Linked DNA regions of Mus musculus: region 1 is linked to region 2. The links are chromatin contacts, called in public HiChIP or PLAC-seq maps. All regions are on one chromosome and are shown on one strand. The core of a region is the stretch at or near the end of the contact, and the rest is flanking DNA. Distances in the headings are between cores, read along the strand shown.

Region 1 (4,250 bases), core at 1,199-3,698, 210 kb before region 2:
CTTACCTGGAGCTGCCTGAACTCATCCCAGCTCCTCCGCACAAATGTGTCACTGTTGTCTGACCAGCACACGGAGAAGGCAAATGTCTGTGTGAGGAAAGGTAGAGGCGACATCTCCTTCAGTCTTTGCCAGTTTTCCTTTTGCATCTTTGGAGACAATCGGTGCAGGGGTGAGGGACGGGGCAGTGTGGTCTACCTGGAGTCGGTCCATTTGCACCAAGGCTACAGCATGGGCTGATACTGGGTGTCTTGGGCTTGCCATGACTATGGATGCTTGAAGGAGCTCCGAGCATCCGGAAGAAGTGAAGTGGAATTCCCCAACACTGCCCTAAGTAGAGTCCCTTCGAAGCACTCACAATCCAGGAAAGAGTTCAGTTTCCTGGTTCTTGAAGCACAAAAAAACGAGAGAGGATTCATCACAGGAAGACTGCCAGGGGGAGGGGCAAGCCTGGGCAGATGGAAGAAAAGGCCCTTTGTACAAGACTGTTCTCAAACAGAACCACCTGGGGCTCCTCTCCTTCCTTAGTCAGGGGAAGAAAAACTGTAGGGAGTTCCACCACCAAAGCACCTGCCGCCTCAACTTCACCTGCCCCCTCTGCCTCTTCATCCTGCTGTGACCTCCTCCAGGGTGTGCCTAACAGCTTGCTCTTTGAATCCACCCTGGGCTACAGTACAGTATGTTACAGACACAGACAACCTTGAGTCAACTACTGGGTCCTTTTTTGGTTGCTTTGGTTTGGTTTGGTTTTGGTTGGTTGTTTTTGTCTTGTTTTGCTTTGAGATAGGGTTTTGCCAAAGTTGGGAATATTACTGTCTTAGGCTCCCGAGTAGCTAGGTCATAAAGCCAATCTCCTTACTTAGCTAAGTCTTGGCATTACCTTTAATAACTTTCTGGCTTTTTTTCAGAAATGTTGGAAGTCAGAAGACAGAAGCTGGAAAAGTGAGGAATTGTGAGCCCCTCTTACCACTCAGTTGACAGCCCCTGTCTACCCCTCCCAACCTTAGATGCTCTTCACTCTATCTAGCCACTGCCTCTCTCAGATGCACACAGAGGAGCCCCCAACTCTGGGTTCCTCCCTGTCTCTTTAAAAAAATCTGTTCTCAGTGGGGTAGCACATGCCTTTAATCCCAGCATTTGGGTGGCAGAGGCAGGTAGATTTCTGAGATCAAGGCCAGCCTGGTCTACAAAGAGAGTCCAGGACAGTCAAGACTGGTTACACTAAGAAACCCTGTCTTGAAATACACACACACACACACACACAAAATCCACTGTCCCAAATTGCCCAACATCTCTGTTTTTAGGGAAAAAAATGCCAGTTGCTACCATGGTCATAAGTAGGCCTTGCCGGACTCTGGATTCTGCCTCTATCTCCTCTACCTTCCCTAGACCCTGCCCCCAGCGTCACTGGTGTTTCTGTAAAATGTCAAGCATTTGAGCTGATTTCTTATCCCAAAGGCCTGTGCCTAAGGGTCTCCTCACCCCCTGCACAGCTTTCATCAGTTTTGTAAATATGATTCTGGTGTACTGGGTTTTCCGCATTTGCATCACTGGTTAAAGGCTAAAGAGGGAGGCTTGTTCCTTGTTCTGCTCAGTGGAGGAAACAGCACCTGGAGAGAGCAGCCACTCTACAAATATTTGCAGAAAGAGTAAATGAACACATGGAGGCAGCGGAAGGAATTCTTCCTGTGATGGCACAGGCGTTTAAGTCAAACACTTGAAGAGGTGGTGTGGTGGCAAAAAGATTCAAGAATTCAACATCATCTTCACTCAGCTACATACAGAGTTCAAAGTTAGTCCAAGTTACATGAGACCCTGTCTCCAAAAGAAAAAAAAAAAGGAAGAAATTCCTGAGGCTGCTATTAAAATAGGCATAATAATCTTTTATCCAAGCTAGAGGATGAGGACACGCCCTCTCTCAAGGTTGCGCAGTGGGGGACAGTTACTAGGGCACAGGTAGCCTCTGGCAATAAGTACTGTCTGGTCTCTGTGAGGCCACGCCCCGTCGCGCGTTGCTAAGGCACCGAGAAGCGTGTAGGTGGGCACGTCGTAAGGCAGGAAGACCCCAAATTTTGCCGCCCTTAGGTGTCTGAGCCAAGCGATGGGGGTGATGCGAGAAGCATCTCGGAACTCATCTCAGTCCAAGATCTCAGCACAGCCGCAGCGCGCCTTCCACGACACACTTCACATCTGCCGGAGGAAGCCTGAACCCCACCATGGACCACGCACGCCGGGCTCGCGGCGGGTCACCAGGCGCAAGAGTACCCGCAGAGCCGGAGCCGCAGCCGCCAGTGCCGCCTCGGCCTGGGCCTCCGGCGCCGCCTCCTCCCGCCCCGAGGCCTCCTACGCCTCCGCGACCCGGGCCGCCGCCTCGGCCCCCAGCCCCGCCCCGCCGCCAGGCCCCGCCTCCTGCCCCGGCCTGAGCCCAGCCCCGGGCTGCGGTTCCCGCTCCTGCCGCCGCGCGCCGGCGGTGGCGTGCACGCTCCTCCGAACTGTCGCCGGCACGCCCTCTTGGCCCCGCTGCCCGCACGCCAGCAAGATGGCGGCGCCCAGCGAGCCGGCGGGCTTCCCTCGCGGCAGTCGCTTCTCCTTCCTGCCGGGCGGCGCGCGCTCCGAGATGACCGACGACCTGGTGACTGACGCGCGGGGCCGCGGCGCAAGGCATAGAGACGACACCACCCCTGCCGCGGCCCCGGCGCCGCAAGGTTTGGAGCACGGGAAGCGACCGTGCCGGGCCTGCGTGGACTTCAAGTCGTGGATGCGGACCCAGCAGAAGGTGCAGATGCCCCGCTTGGCCGCCCGGTCCCGGTCCCCCACACACCTGGTTTCCAGGTTCCCGTTCGGCTACCGCACGGCCCAAACCCTCAGGGTTGGCTATGCCTAAACATGTTTACCCCTCACCCACACACACCGTTAGGCTCAAACTTTTGCGCTTTCAGCCACTGGCTAGTCAGATCGAGTTAGTAGGCTGTCAACTGAAAAAGGGAGCGTTCTTGTTTCCTTTATTATTATTATTATGATTATTATTAGTGATAATGGGAATTCGAACCGAAGGCCTCTGGCGTACAACGCAAGCAGTCTGCCACTGGGTTGGAATTTTATGGGCTTTCTGGTTGGGTAAGAGTGAATTGACCTTTAGTCGGCCTACTTCTGCAGCGGGACATCAAGTTTAGGGAGGACTGTCCACAGGATCGGGAAGAATTGGGTCGCCACACCTGGGCTTTCCTCCATACGCTGGCCGCCTATTACCCGGACAGGCCCACGCCAGAACAACAACAGGATATGGCCCAGTTCATACATATATTTTCCAAGTTTTACCCCTGCGAGGAATGTGCGGAAGACATAAGGAAGAGGTAAGTTGTGGCTATACCTCTTGTCAGTAAGGTCCCTAGAGCGGGCCTAGCTGATGCCGGGCGGTGGTGGCGCACGCCGTTAATCCCAGCACTTGGCAAGCAGTGGCAGGTGGTTTTCTGAGTTCGAGGCCAGCCTGCTCTACAGAGTGAGTTCCAGGACAGCCAGGGCTACACAGAGAAACCCTGTCTCAAAGAAACACAAAAAAAGGGGGGGGGGCATAGCTGATGTCATAGAGAGGGGCCTAGAACAGTAGATTCAGAAGTGACAGGTTCCTAGGAGAGGGGACACCAAAAGGGATGTTGGGGTTTGGGGGCCTTCTCCTTCCTCAAAAGCCCAGTCCTTATAGCTCTTCCTTATGGGGCTCAAGCCAATCTCTCAGCTTAGTTACCAGCTTTAAAAACTGGACTGAAGGGAGGCAGAGGCAGGCGGATTTCAGAGTTCGAGGCCAGCCTGGTCTACAAAGTGAGTTCCAGGATAGCCAGGGCTACACAGAGAAACCCTGTCTCGAAAAACCAAAAAAAAAAAAAAAAAAACTGGACTGAAGTAAACATCCCTCACTCTCAGTGGCCTAACCTAGGTTGCACTTGCTATTTGAAGCAGTTAGGAGTGAGGGGAGCTCTAGCTGCATTGTGCCCCTGGTGCTGAGAAACAGTCCTTTGTGCCAGGCCCTACCTAGAAACTCTAGATTCAGGCCCCCCCCATCCCCCTACAGGAAGATAGGTCATAGCAGTGCCCCAACTCCCGTCTCCAGACACTGGCAGAGACAGAGGGGCCGGGATCTCCTTACATCCTTCTGTGCTTCTCTCAAAGGATAGGCAGGAACCAGCCAGACACAAGCACTCGAGTATCCTTCAGCCAGTGGCTGTGCCGCCTGCACAATGAGGTGAATCGGAAGCTGG
Region 2 (4,838 bases), core at 1,987-4,486:
GGAAAGGAAAGGGGAGGGGAGGGGAGGGGAGGGGAGGGGAGGGGAGGGGAGGGAGAACTAGATCAAGAACAGGTCTGTCAGTGCATGCCTTCAATCCCAGCACTTAGGAAGCAGAAGTAGATGGCTCTCTTGTGAGTTCAAGGCTAGCCTGATCTACATAGCCCCAGTGAACCAGTCAGGATTACACTGTGAAACTGCTTCACAAGAAAATGAATTAAATTTTTTGGGGGGGAAGGGGTTGGTTTTTTTCGAGACAGGGTTTCTCTGTATAGCCCTGGCTGTCCTGGAACTCACTTTGTAGACCAGGCTGGCCTCTGCCTCCCAAGTGCTGAGATTACAGGCATGCACCATCACTGCCCAGCTCCTTTCACTTTTTAGTAGGTGTTTGCATCAATACAGGACACAGGCATGGTATGCAGCTTCATGGCAGAGAGCTTACTTAACATTCGTGAAGCCCTGGATTTCATCCCCAGCACCACAAACCTACACAAATAGCCTACAACCCTCACCCCTGTTTCTTGTGACCCCCCCCCACCCCCGACCTCAAGCTGCTCTCCAGAGACCAGTTTGAGGTCAGATCTAAACTCTAAGTTAGAAGGGAATTTAAAAACAAACAAATACACAGATCTCACTATGTTGTTCTGGCTAGCCTGGAACTCAATATGTAGACCAGGGTAGCCTAGAACTCACAGAAATTCTCCTGACTCTGCCTCCAAAGTGCTAGGATTAAAGGTGTGTGCCACACAGCCTGCTGGAAGGGAATTCTTAATGGGCCAAGGAGTGAGTGTGTGTGTGTGTGTGTGTGTGTGTGTGTGTGTGTGTGTGCGCGCGCGCACATGATTCTTCTGGGAATTTCTACAGGGTGTCATCAGCCTGCCTCAGAGAGGAAGGCTAGGCCACAAAACTAGACAAGGACCCCTCACCAGCAGCAGAAGAGCAGCCCCCTACCAACATCTTCCTTCCAAAGTTGTCTCTTTTCCCCTCCAGGACAACCGCTAAGTGAGCATGCATGCGCAGGCTCCCTTGGAGCCACAGGGTAGGGAGGGAAGAGCTGGGCACCCAAAAGGGCTCAAGAACAACTGTGGGAAAATCTCTAGGCTGGACTGGAGACCACATCCTCTTTTCTGTTTTGTTTTTGAGACAGGGTCTCTATAGCTCACTATGCATTAGACCTAGCTGGCCTTGAACTCACAGAGATCTGCCTGTCTCTGCCTCACAACTGCTAGGATTAAGCCTAAGTGTATCATTACGCCTGGCTGGTGTGTGTATGTGAGGGGGAAACCACACTCTCAGGATACTTATGGACACCCCTCACCCCATGGCCCAAACTCCAGCTGTACTTTGCTAAATCAAAATACTTCTTACTCCAAAGCAGGCCAGCGTTGCCATGACAACTGAGCTAATTCATGGAGGGATTTCTCTGTCTGATTTATTACACCGCCCCTCTGACTCAGAGACTACAGACAGAAGGGGCAAGACCGACAGGTGCCTCTGCTGAGTCCACATCACTCCAAGGCAGAGGTAGGGACCCAGGCAGAGATGACAACCCTCTCTCCTATCCATGATGGCCAAATGGAAGGGAAGAGGATCCCCATATTTGTGGTTCCCACTGGCTGCCAGCAGAAAAAAGCCAGCTCCATTAGCATTTCCTGAACTGGAAGTAAGTGTCTCCTCTTCATCAGTCCCTTCTTAGTGCTCTCAGGATGCTGTGGGGTGGCAGGGACCACAGATGTTCCATCCTACAGATAAGGCCATTAAGGCCTAGAGAGTCAGGATGACCAAGGACACAGGCCACTAGGTGGAAAGCTGTGCCTTCCTCTCTTCAACCTGCCTCTCCCTATGAAGCTCTTCCACTCTCAGCCTTGAGGCCCTAAAGCCAGCTCTAGTAAGTGGAGCTTCCCAGGCTGCCTGTGTGCCCTGGAGGCACCAGTGTCCTTCCTCCAAAAGCAAAGTGGACAGGAGCCACTCCAGACGGTCCCGTGTCTCAGCAGCCCCCTGGAGAAATGGGGCCCCCTCCCCGCAGCTTACGATGGTGGGTTGGAAGTGAAAGCACCCAGGTCCCATGTGTTGACCTGCAGTGCCTGCACAGGTGCCCTGACACACTGACACGGTCATACATACACAGCTGCGCACTTGGCTAGTCCACACGCCCATCAATCCATCTCCAGAGGCCCCTAGGGAGGCTCTAGGATGAGCAGGGTTGAGAGCCAGAATCAAAGCTCCAAGCTCCGAGGCCTTCCCTGGACCCCCAGGGCACAAGCTAGGAATGGTGTGGGAGATCCATTACAGATCCTTGGCCCCCTTTTCCAGCAGAAAAAGCCAGGGACGACCAAGGTCTGCAGAAGCCTGCAAGAGCCTACAGTCCTTATCCCCCAGGCTGTCCCTGTCTGAAGCCCAGCCTGCCCCAGGGCTGGGCGACCTTGGGCGCCTGTGTTTCACTCCCTCATCAGTAAATGGCCCCCACTGGCCATGCCTGGGCAGCCACACCCCCAGCGTGGTCCCCCACCCCACCCCTTTCCCTGCAAAGCGTGTTATTAAACATAGGGTGGGGAAGGGGTCTGACAGAGATTGCTAGCCTCTGGTCGCCCCTCACTGCAAGGGCCCCTCCCTCTCTCTACAATGTCTCTTGGGGGGTGGGGGGAATCCGCCTCGCCCTTAAAAGCACAAGTAGAAATCATCAGCCTGCAGCCTGGAAAGGGAGGAGATCCGAGGGAGGATGTGATCGCCAGCGGCCTCAGGGACGGTGGGTGCCGCAGGTGCCCGCAGGGGGCTGGGCGGACAGTTCTGCGCTCGTTGCCGCCCCTCCTCCAGAGCTAGGGCGAGAAGGGGGGCGCGGACCAAGGGTCTGAGCGCTCCTGGCCCCGCCCCACCCCGGGAGACCCACAGCATCCCTTCCTCGCCCTGCACCCCGGCGGGGTGGGCCCCGCCCGCGCCCCGCGCGCCCCCCGCACTCACTGGCCTTCCCCGGCCGCGGCCTCTGCAGCAGCCTCTGCGCGGTCCCCACGTCCTCCGCCTTCACTGCCTGCACCAGCTCCTGCTCCTTCCCCATGGCGCCGCCGGGCCCGCAGCGACGCGGCGCTTGGTGCTCTCGGCGGCTCAGACGCAGCAGCGGCTCCGCGTCTGCGATCGCATCCTTTCCAGCCCGCGCTCCCTGCGCCGCCCGCCGCCCAGCGCCCTCCGTGGGTTCGGGCTCGGGCTCGGACTCGGGCTCGGGCTGGGGTTTCGGGCTCGAACTGGGGCTGGGGCTCCGACGCGGAGGGACGGATAGCGCGTCACGGGCGGGGGGCGGCCCAGGGGCGGGAGCCGGCGGCGGCGGCCGGCACCCGGTGGCGCGCCGCGTCTGAGCCGCCTCCCGGACGCCTGGGTCCGCTCCCGCGGCCGCTGACCTCCGTCAGCCCGCGCCGGCCGCGCGCCTGGCTCCGAGGCTCCGCCCCCGCGCCCGACGCCCCCTCCCCACGTTTGGGTGCGCGGGTCAGGCTAGGCCTCTGCGGACAGCGGGGAACCGAAGACGACAGCCAGGGACAGAGGACGGTGCGCAGGGGGGCTGGCCACCGAGCACCGGCACGGCGGCGACGCAAGCCTAAACCTAGGAGAGGTTTCTCGAGGCTGCGGGACCTGAGGGGGAGGGACTCGGAGGCAGTGGGCGGGCGGGAAGCCGGGCACAAGTGCCACCGGTGCCGGCCCTCCAGAGGCTGTCAGACATTTCTGGCCCGTGATTCCTGTGGGAGGTGTTGAGAGATTGCGAAGAGGAATCTCCCAATAATGAATTCGGTGTCAGGGAACCCGTACCCCTCCTCCCCCCAACTACACCTTCTTCCCAGGCAGCCTCTGGCTTCCCTCCACAACAATGCAGGATGACTGTTCTCCTTCGAGGACAGCCTGGAAGGGAGCTTGGCTTTGACACTCTCATCATCTACTTGGATATAACTGTCTATATCCACCAAGAAGTATCTTAACCTCCTGTCCTCAGCACCAATGAAGGCCCAGCCTCGTCCAGAACCATTCTAGTCTAGCCCAACCTAAGCAATCTCCTAGCACGGGTTCCCAGTCTGCATCTCTGCTTGACCAACACCTCACCTTTCTCCTGCCTGCCTGAAGGCTTGGGCTGCGCCAGGCCTCCTCTGTTGCCTGCAGCATTATGAACACACAGCAGCTGAGATCCTTGTCTTGAGTGAGGTTCTGCTCCCTCGGCTTCCTTATTACAAGCAGGAGCAGAGAGCATCACCCAACCCAACATTACAGTGGAGAGAATTCGGTGAGGGTTCACATATGCACAACCAATGTATTATCATGGAATTCTGATCATGATAAAGTCATGAGGCTCGAGGAATGAGCCTAGGTCTTCTGATATGTGGTAGGCTCTCAGAAGAGGTCTCTAAATGTAAAAATCCTTCCATTGGACCATTAGAGTGACTGATTCCTAGTTAGTCCCAGGGTCCGGTGTTGTGCTGGCCATTTGGGATAAAGCTGAGCTTACCGTCTCCATTTTACAGATTGGAAAACAACAGCCAAGGACTAGAAAATGCTTTGCATTCCTGTGTAGGTGCTACAGGCCCCCAGGTCTCCAGGTTATAGGTCTGGACTTAGAAGCTACATTGGTTCCTGTCTCTGGTCTTCCGGTCTTCCTTACACTAGTTGTATCACCCTGAACTGCTGCTCTTTCTGTCTTTCTGAATCTCTCTTTCTTTCTTTCTTTTTTTTTTTTTTTTTTTTTTTGGCTTTTGGCTTTTGTTTTTTTGAGACAGGGTTTTTCTGCATAGCCCTGGCTGTCCTGGAACTCACTCTGTAGACCAGGCTGGCCTCGAACTCAGAAATCCGCCTGCCTCTGCCTCCCAAGT

Evidence for each region. HiChIP or PLAC-seq counts read pairs in DNA pulled down with a chosen protein or histone mark.
Region 1: a contact with region 2 is called in an HNF4G HiChIP or PLAC-seq map of pancreatic cancer cells. The contact joins the promoter of Gfer here to the promoter of Caskin1 in region 2. A contact is called at or near these places in 23 of 39 promoter capture datasets (the 3T3-L1 cell line, the C10 cell line, the HPC-7 cell line and 15 more), 1 of 15 datasets of contacts at CTCF or cohesin (large pre-B cells), 3 of 484 Hi-C or Micro-C datasets (bone marrow-derived macrophages, embryonic stem cells and myeloid progenitors), 17 of 115 datasets of contacts at active chromatin or transcription factors (the HPC-7 cell line, the SCID.adh cell line, VIP interneurons and 11 more) and 5 of 9 other capture datasets (adipose tissue, embryonic stem cells, liver and 2 more).

What each region holds. Positions count from the first base shown.
Region 1 is chr17:24,694,354-24,698,603 of GRCm38.p6, reverse strand. Gfer (growth factor, augmenter of liver regeneration) reads left to right here and starts at 2,448. Exons shown (of 3, transcript NM_023040.3): 1 at 2,448-2,773; 2 at 3,154-3,350; 3 at 4,162-4,250. The coding sequence starts at 2,537. It overlaps Noxo1 (NADPH oxidase organizer 1), which reads right to left and starts at 2,370. Exons shown (of 9, transcript NM_001357836.1): 1 at 1,608-2,370; 2 at 196-384; 3 at 6-86. The coding sequence starts at 261.
Region 2 is chr17:24,487,181-24,492,018 of GRCm38.p6, reverse strand. It overlaps Caskin1 (CASK interacting protein 1), which reads right to left and starts at 3,236. Exons shown (of 20, transcript NM_027937.2): 1 at 2,956-3,236. The coding sequence starts at 3,049.